Linked DNA regions of Arabidopsis thaliana: region 1 is linked to region 2. The links are chromatin contacts, called in public capture Hi-C maps. All regions are on one chromosome and are shown on one strand. The core of a region is the stretch at or near the end of the contact, and the rest is flanking DNA. Distances in the headings are between cores, read along the strand shown. Region 1 holds the start of AT3G07290 (Pentatricopeptide repeat (PPR) superfamily protein). Region 2 holds the start of AT3G06530 (ARM repeat superfamily protein).

Evidence for each region. Capture Hi-C pulls out chosen DNA fragments and counts their contacts.
Region 1: a capture Hi-C map of seedling shows a contact between it and region 2, with 2.3 times the contacts expected there. The contact joins the promoter of AT3G07290 here to the promoter of AT3G06530 in region 2. A contact is called at or near these places in 1 of 26 Hi-C or Micro-C datasets (callus) and 1 of 3 other capture datasets (seedling).

What each region holds. Positions count from the first base shown.
Region 1 is chr3:2,323,313-2,326,868 of TAIR10.1, forward strand. It overlaps AT3G07290 (Pentatricopeptide repeat (PPR) superfamily protein), which reads right to left and starts at 1,256. Exons shown (of 1, transcript NM_111609.2): 1 at 1-1,256. The coding sequence starts at 1,070. AT3G07300 (NagB/RpiA/CoA transferase-like superfamily protein) reads right to left here. Exons shown (of 10, transcript NM_111610.5): 4 at 3,413-3,556; 5 at 2,779-2,908; 6 at 2,548-2,655; 7 at 2,308-2,410; 8 at 2,103-2,228; 9 at 1,835-2,022; 10 at 1,294-1,727. The coding sequence ends at 1,655.
Region 2 is chr3:2,020,479-2,024,024 of TAIR10.1, forward strand. It overlaps AT3G06530 (ARM repeat superfamily protein), which reads left to right and starts at 1,982. Exons shown (of 40, transcript NM_001337662.1): 1 at 1,982-2,277; 2 at 2,366-2,579; 3 at 2,662-2,757; 4 at 2,849-2,966; 5 at 3,057-3,230; 6 at 3,324-3,494. The coding sequence starts at 2,118. It overlaps AT3G06520 (agenet domain-containing protein), which reads left to right. Exons shown (of 3, transcript NM_001337661.1): 2 at 1-243; 3 at 515-1,555. The coding sequence ends at 1,477.

The sequences.
Region 1 (3,556 bases), core at 6-2,505, 300 kb after region 2:
CCATTAGCCTCTTCAATCTTTCCGTCTCTACACAACCCATCAATCAAAACAGTGTAAGTGTGGACGTTTGGTTTACACCCTCTAGGAATCATCTCATCAAACAAGTTAAAAGCTTTATCAATCAAACCTCTATCGCACAAGGCTTTAATAAGCACAGTATATGTACGTGTGCTTGGTTGGCAACCTTTCTCACCCATTTGATCTTTTAGGCCAAATGCTTCTTCAAGTCTCCCTACTTCACACAACCCGTGAATCAAAATGGAGTAACTAACAGAGTTCGGTGCACAAGTTACCTCCTTAGACATTACATCAAACACCTTGAGTGCATCTCTGAGATTCAATCCACGGCAAAAACCCAGTAACAAAGAAGTGCCTATATGGGAATCTAACACAAACCCAATTTTAAGAATCTTAGACATGAACATCTCAGCGGCTTCCGTGTATCCATTCTTACACAGAGCATTGACAATGGTTCTGTAATCAATCATACCAACAACAAATCCGTCAGCTTCCATTCTTCTATAAGTCACGTAAGCCAAAAATCCTAAATCAAGTTTAGCTAAGGACATCAAAAGAGAGCTGTAACAAGGGTAATTTAACCGGAACCCAAAAACTTCTCTCAGCTCATCAAAACAATACATTAGTTTCAACATCTCTTTCTCGCATCTACTACATTCCTTGATCAACGCAACAATAACAGCATGCGCAACTCGATACAATCCGGAAGAAACAATCAGTTTCAAAAGCTGATTTTTCTGAGTTGGGTCGAAACAATACGACGAATGCTTGCAGACCCACATGAAAAAGCGAACGCAAATATCGTTGTCACTGCGTTGAAGCGAAATGACCTGTGAAGCGACATTTGGATTCATGTGAGAGACTAGAGATTTAAGAGAACTGTTCTTCTCCCAATTGGGGGTTTTTAGCAAAGATGCGACATCATGAGCCGCCACTTCGTCCGAGGAAGACAGAGAAGGTCGAGAAGAGACGGAGAAGAAGGCATTAGAAGGAAAAACATGACGCCCCAAAGCTAAGATCTTTCGAGTACTTCTGATATGTATCAGCAGCATACACAGTACACAGATTGAAAGGAGCCGGAGAGAAACAATAAAAATGTTAACTTTAACTAGTGGGGTTTAGGGTTTTACTTTTATCTCTCTGGCTATTTTGAACAATGGTGTTTATGCAGGTGTTGTCGTCTGTCTGAATATTTTCACGGCGAAGATATAGTGATCCGGTTATGAGGTAATTGAAATTGAACCGTACCGAACCAATGCATCGCCTCACACTTATCAAGTAAAATTGCACCCAAAACTTTAATTAGTTAAAATAAGATGTCCTGTCCACCTCCAGTGGTAATTCTCGTATTAGCAAATACAAAAGCCAACCAAAGAAAAACGTTGTGTTGAAAGAGAAGTATACTATCAAGTAACAATAGACACCATTGAGACTGAGCTAAAGGAATTACCCAAGACACGGCAAAAATAAACTTGGCCTGACAATTTCAGACACTAAGATGTTTCTCTTTTTCATTCACAATCCTTGAGCAACTGTTTTTGTGCAATGTACATATATTCTTCAATTGTGAATGACCGACTATCCGACTGAATGTTGTATAGTTCCCACCAAGTGACCGAAAACTAGTCCTTTATCGCTACATCACCAAATCATCAGCAGAGTAGTAGTCCGCAATAAGACGGTACATGTAGGATGGATTGTGTCCTCCCCTGTAACCAAAAAGGTAACGCTATCACCAACCCTTTATCCAAAAAAGTAATGCCATGAAAATGGACCAACCTAAGAATATAGCAAAGATTATATATAGGAGACTTACGTGTCTGTTATAAAGAGACTAACAAGGTTTGGTGGGACATAATCGAATGTTGGGTTGACAACTTGAAGAGACCCGGAACCTGCTCCAAAATCCAGGCAATCAGAGAATTCACCAAAATCCAACAGTTCAGATGGAGATCTCAGCTCATTTAGTAATACTTCCGGATTGTGAGGATAGAGGGGACACAACTGTTATTACATTGGAAACCCTAAGTCAAGTTTTGAGAGCAAAAAACAGTTTGAGAAATTAAATACAACTCGAAACCAACCTTGTGACTACCAGCAAGAACCACGAATGGGACTGCGTGCTTTTGTGCTGCAAGAGCAGCCATGTTGACACCAACTGGCCCTATAACTCCACCATTAGCCATCACTGCATGAGCTCCAATTATAACCTGTGCATTTTCACATCATTGCAAATTATTTAGAAGACAAGGACAAGAAAACATAAAGTTGGGTAGGAATGAATTGTACCATATTCACTCGAGATATCATAGCAAACACTGCAGAGTCGGTGATCACAGTTGTCTGCAAACCTCTAGCTACCAATTCTTTTGCTAATAGATGGCCCTGATATCTAATATAATAGAATAGAAATGGAAGAAAATTTGATACAGCTGAGTTAGATGGACAAATCAGAGAGAATATAAAAATGTTGAGAGAAAACACTAACAATGGTAATGATGAAACATATAGTAAAGGGAGAAACCAAACCTTGGAGCACCTTCGGCAACAAATACACGAAAAGATCTTTTTTTCTCCTTTGCAGCACACAGAAACTCAAGCACTGTTCTTGAGCTACCCAGGGTTAGGATCACCTCACTGAAAAAATAGAATTTAGGCAATACAAAAGTGATCATCACGAAAAGACACTGAGAAACGACCATTTTAGTTCTCCATGTATAACATGTTAAAGATAAATAATGCTATAGAAAAGAAAAGTACTTTTGATGTATATGCTCTATAGCTTGTTCAGCGATCTGCTCATGACAACCAGCAATCTCTTGAATAAGTTGATTCACTCCTTCGATAACATCATGCTTCAGCTTCCGAGTTAACGAACTTTTATCGGCAGCTAAACAAAAGGGTATATTAGACCATTAATATCAACCAAAAACAGTAAAATATTCTTGCTGCCATATAAAATTTTGATCTATGGTTCATTTATGATATAATCCCAATAAAGTGAGACGAACCACCTAAAAAAGTAGACTGATAAGAACATATATGATTCTCATTTATCTCTATAACTCAGCAACACAACACAAACTCACAGGTAATTCCAGCAACAAAACTACAGGAACCAGTAAAATAGGGTTTGCTTAAACTCTCCCAAGCCTAAATGCCCTAAAGCAAAACCAAAACCACTGAGACCTAAATCTGTCTACGATAGCTAAAAAGAAAACCTTATATATCAGCTTGTAAAAGAGAATATGAGCCAACATTATTAAATTCCAGCGATAACACTTATCTTCAATGGTTTATCAAAGACATCAGTAAAACAGACGGCATAAGGACCTACTGAAAAAAAAACAGTATGTGCAAAGGAGAGCCAAAGGCATGAAAAAGGTACATTTACTTTTGCTTTCGGAATCAGCACCAGATGAAGATGTGTATGGAACAGTTGCAGATTCAGGAGTGCCCTCGAGAAGCGTTTGCAAAGATGGAGGGCGTAATGTACTCCTAGCTGCAGCTGCAACAACTGCTGCAGACATTGCAGGAA
Region 2 (3,546 bases), core at 732-3,231:
CGCCTCCGTCCATCTCCACCGCGTGAACTCAACAGACGGTTCAAAGCTGACGATGAGGTCGATGTCTTCAGAGATAGCGAAGGTTGCTGGGTTAGAGGCAATGTTACGACCGTACTTGAAGATTCAAGGTACATTGTGGAGTTTAAAGGGGAAAATCGTCCAGAAATAGAGGTTGATCAGTTCAATTTGAGGCTTCATCGTGAATGGCTAGATGGTGGGTGGGTTCCTTCTCTTCTCCAACAGGTAAAACATTTCTCTGCGTTTGAATTGAATCTAGGGTTTGTAGAAAAATAGTGAATTTAATGTTTTAGGGATTAAGATACATTGAAAGATTTGACGAATTAATTGTAAATTTAGTAAAACCAAAAAAAAAAAAAAAAAAAAAAAAAAAAAAAAATTGTAAATTTAGAAAAAAGACTTAATTATACTATATATACTGTATGTCAAGCAATTTGAATTTGAAGATTTGTTGGAATTTGGCATAATAAACTCACACTGCTTTTTTGATTTACAGAGCAATTTCTCGGAATCGACAGCCCAAAGAATTAAACTGAAGATAAAAATCAAGAGAAGAGATCAATATGAGAAGGGAGCTCTTGTCGAAGTCAGAAGTGAAGAAAAAGCTTACAAGGGTTCTTGGTATTGTGCTCGTATACTTTGTTTATTAGGTGATGATAAGTACATTGTTGAACACTTGAAATTTAGTAGAGATGATGGTGAGTCGATCCCTCTGAGAGATGTGGTAGAAGCCAAGGACATAAGACCAGTTCCTCCTTCAGAACTCTCGCCTGTTGTGTGCTATGAACCAGGGGTTATAGTTGATGCTTGGTTCAACAAACGGTGGTGGACCAGTAGGGTTTCCAAAGTCCTAGGAGGAGGTTCTAATAAGTATTCAGTTTTTATCATCTCAACTGGTGAAGAAACGACAATCTTAAATTTCAACTTAAGGCCCCACAAAGATTGGATCAATGGACAATGGGTCATTCCTTCCAAGGTATTGACTGATGTGCCGGAAGAATGTTACAAACCTCCATTGAAGAAGCTGAAATCTTGTGAGAGAGCAGAGAAGGTGTTTAACAATGGAATGGAGGTGGAAGTTAGAAGCGACGAACCAGGTTACGAAGCCTCATGGTTCTCTGCAAAGATCGTAAGTTACTTGGGCGAAAACAGATACACAGTGGAGTATCAAACACTAAAAACAGACGATGAAAGAGAGTTGTTGAAGGAAGAAGCAAGAGGTTCAGATATAAGACCTCCTCCTCCTCCACTGATTCCAAAGGGGTATCGATATGAATTGTATGAACTTGTGGATGCTTGGTACAATGAAGGATGGTGGTCTGGTCGAGTATATAAGATAAACAACAACAAAACGAGATATGGTGTCTACTTCCAAACGACTGATGAGAGTTTGGAGTTTGCTTACAATGACCTTAGGCCTTGCCAAGTGTGGAGAAACGGAAAATGGAGTCGTGTATAAGGATGAGAAGAAGTTGGCTAACGGTTACAACTATTAATGAAGAGGATAAGGAAAATGACTTGTTTATAGTACATTTTTTGTTTATGAACATATGTTTGAAGTTGATGATGTCGTTAATTGTCTGCGTATAATATAATATTTAACTTCTAATGAAAGAGGTCAGGTGTTAAGTTTCTTTTTTGTTCTCTGTTCTCACTTCCATTTTACTGAAATTCTTGGATAGATGGGTTTGTTAATCTTGGCAAATGTGATGTGAACAGTGATTGTATCTTGACTTTCTTACACTTGTTTCAAGACTTTCTCGATTGAGGAATTAAAACGCACAGTTTTGTAATAGTAGCGGCAGATTAGAGATGGGCTTTATTATCAAGTTGTAAAACTATTGGGGTTTAAATTCGAAAAACAAAAAAATAGGTCATGGTTTAAAACGCAATTCCATTATAACTCAGGGGTTTCCTTGTTTCTTTATATTACTATATCTTCCAGATTAAAAATAAAAGGATCGTTAAACCCTAAACCCGCTTCTTCTTCTTCTTTCTCTTCTTCTCCCTCAACGCCGCTCTCTATCTCTCTATCTCTCTCTACCTCAAACTTATTCTTCGAATTTCCTCTGAAGAATAATCTTATCCCAATAGCGAGTATGAGTTCTTCAATAGTGTCACAGTTACAGGCTCTCAAGTCAGTGTTACAAGCCGATACAGAGCCTTCCAAGAGACCTTTCACACGCCCTTCGATTCTCTTCAGTCCTAAAGAAGCAGCTGATTTCGATATCGAATCAATTTACGAGCTCGGGCTCAAAGGTATGTTCTCTTCTCCTATTATGCAATTCTAATGAACAAGCTCAATGATAAATTAAATTCTCATCGTTAATTATTTTTGTTAATTCAGGTCTAGAAGTACTTGGAAACAAAGATGAGAGGTTTAAAAATTACATGAACGACTTGTTTAGTCATAAAAGTAAAGAAATTGATAGGGAATTGCTGGGTAAAGAAGAAAATGCTCGGATTGATTCATCAATCAGTTCGTATCTACGTTTACTCTCTGGTTATCTTCAATTTCGTGCTTCCTTGGAGACCCTTGAGTATCTCATACGACGATACAAGTATGTGTTTCCTTATCACTATTGGTTATGTATATTTGCCTTTGTTCGTTCATCGAATTGTCCTAATTGCTCTATATTTCAGGATTCATATATACAACTTGGAAGATGTGGTTCTATGCGCCTTGCCATACCATGACACACATGCCTTTGTCCGCATTGTTCAACTGCTTTCTACTGGGTGAGTATATATCTTTCACTTTCGATTTCGAAGTGAAGTCTCACAATTTATCATATCGATTAGTAAACCCTGGTTCTCATTTGCTTTACAGAAATTCCAAGTGGAAATTTCTGGATGGTGTTAAAAATTCAGGTGCTCCACCTCCTAGATCGGTTATCGTTCAGCAATGTATACGTGATAAACAAGTTTTGGAGGCCTTGTGTGACTATGTAAGTAGCTGTTAATATTTTTTTTCCCTATAAACTGGTTTTTGAATGGCTACATCAAACTGAACATCTGAAATCTTGGTTACATTGTAGGCATCTCGTACTAAGAAGTATCAGCCTTCAAAACCTGTGGTTAGCTTCTCCACCGCAGTTGTTGTTGGGGTGCTCGGTTCAGTTCCAACTGTTGATGGAGATATTGTAAAGACGATTTTGCCATTTGTGGACTCTGGTCTTCAATCTGGTGTGAAAGGATGTTTAGATCAACAGGTTTTTTAGTGGTTTTCTTACCAAATATTTTTCTCTAATTGATTTTGTTATTCAGTTGATGTGCCTTTTATGACAAACTTTATATGGTTCTAGGCTGGAGCGTTAATGGTTGTTGGCATGTTGGCAAACAGAGCTGTGCTAAATACTAATCTTATCAAGCGCTTGATGAGGTCCATCATCGACATTGGTCGTGAACATGCCAAGGAATCTTCTGACCCGCATTCGCTTCGATTGTCACTTATGGCCTTGATCAATTTTGTTCAGGTGCAATAACTTTCTGTCATCATGAACTTCTTACATTTTAATTTTCGATATC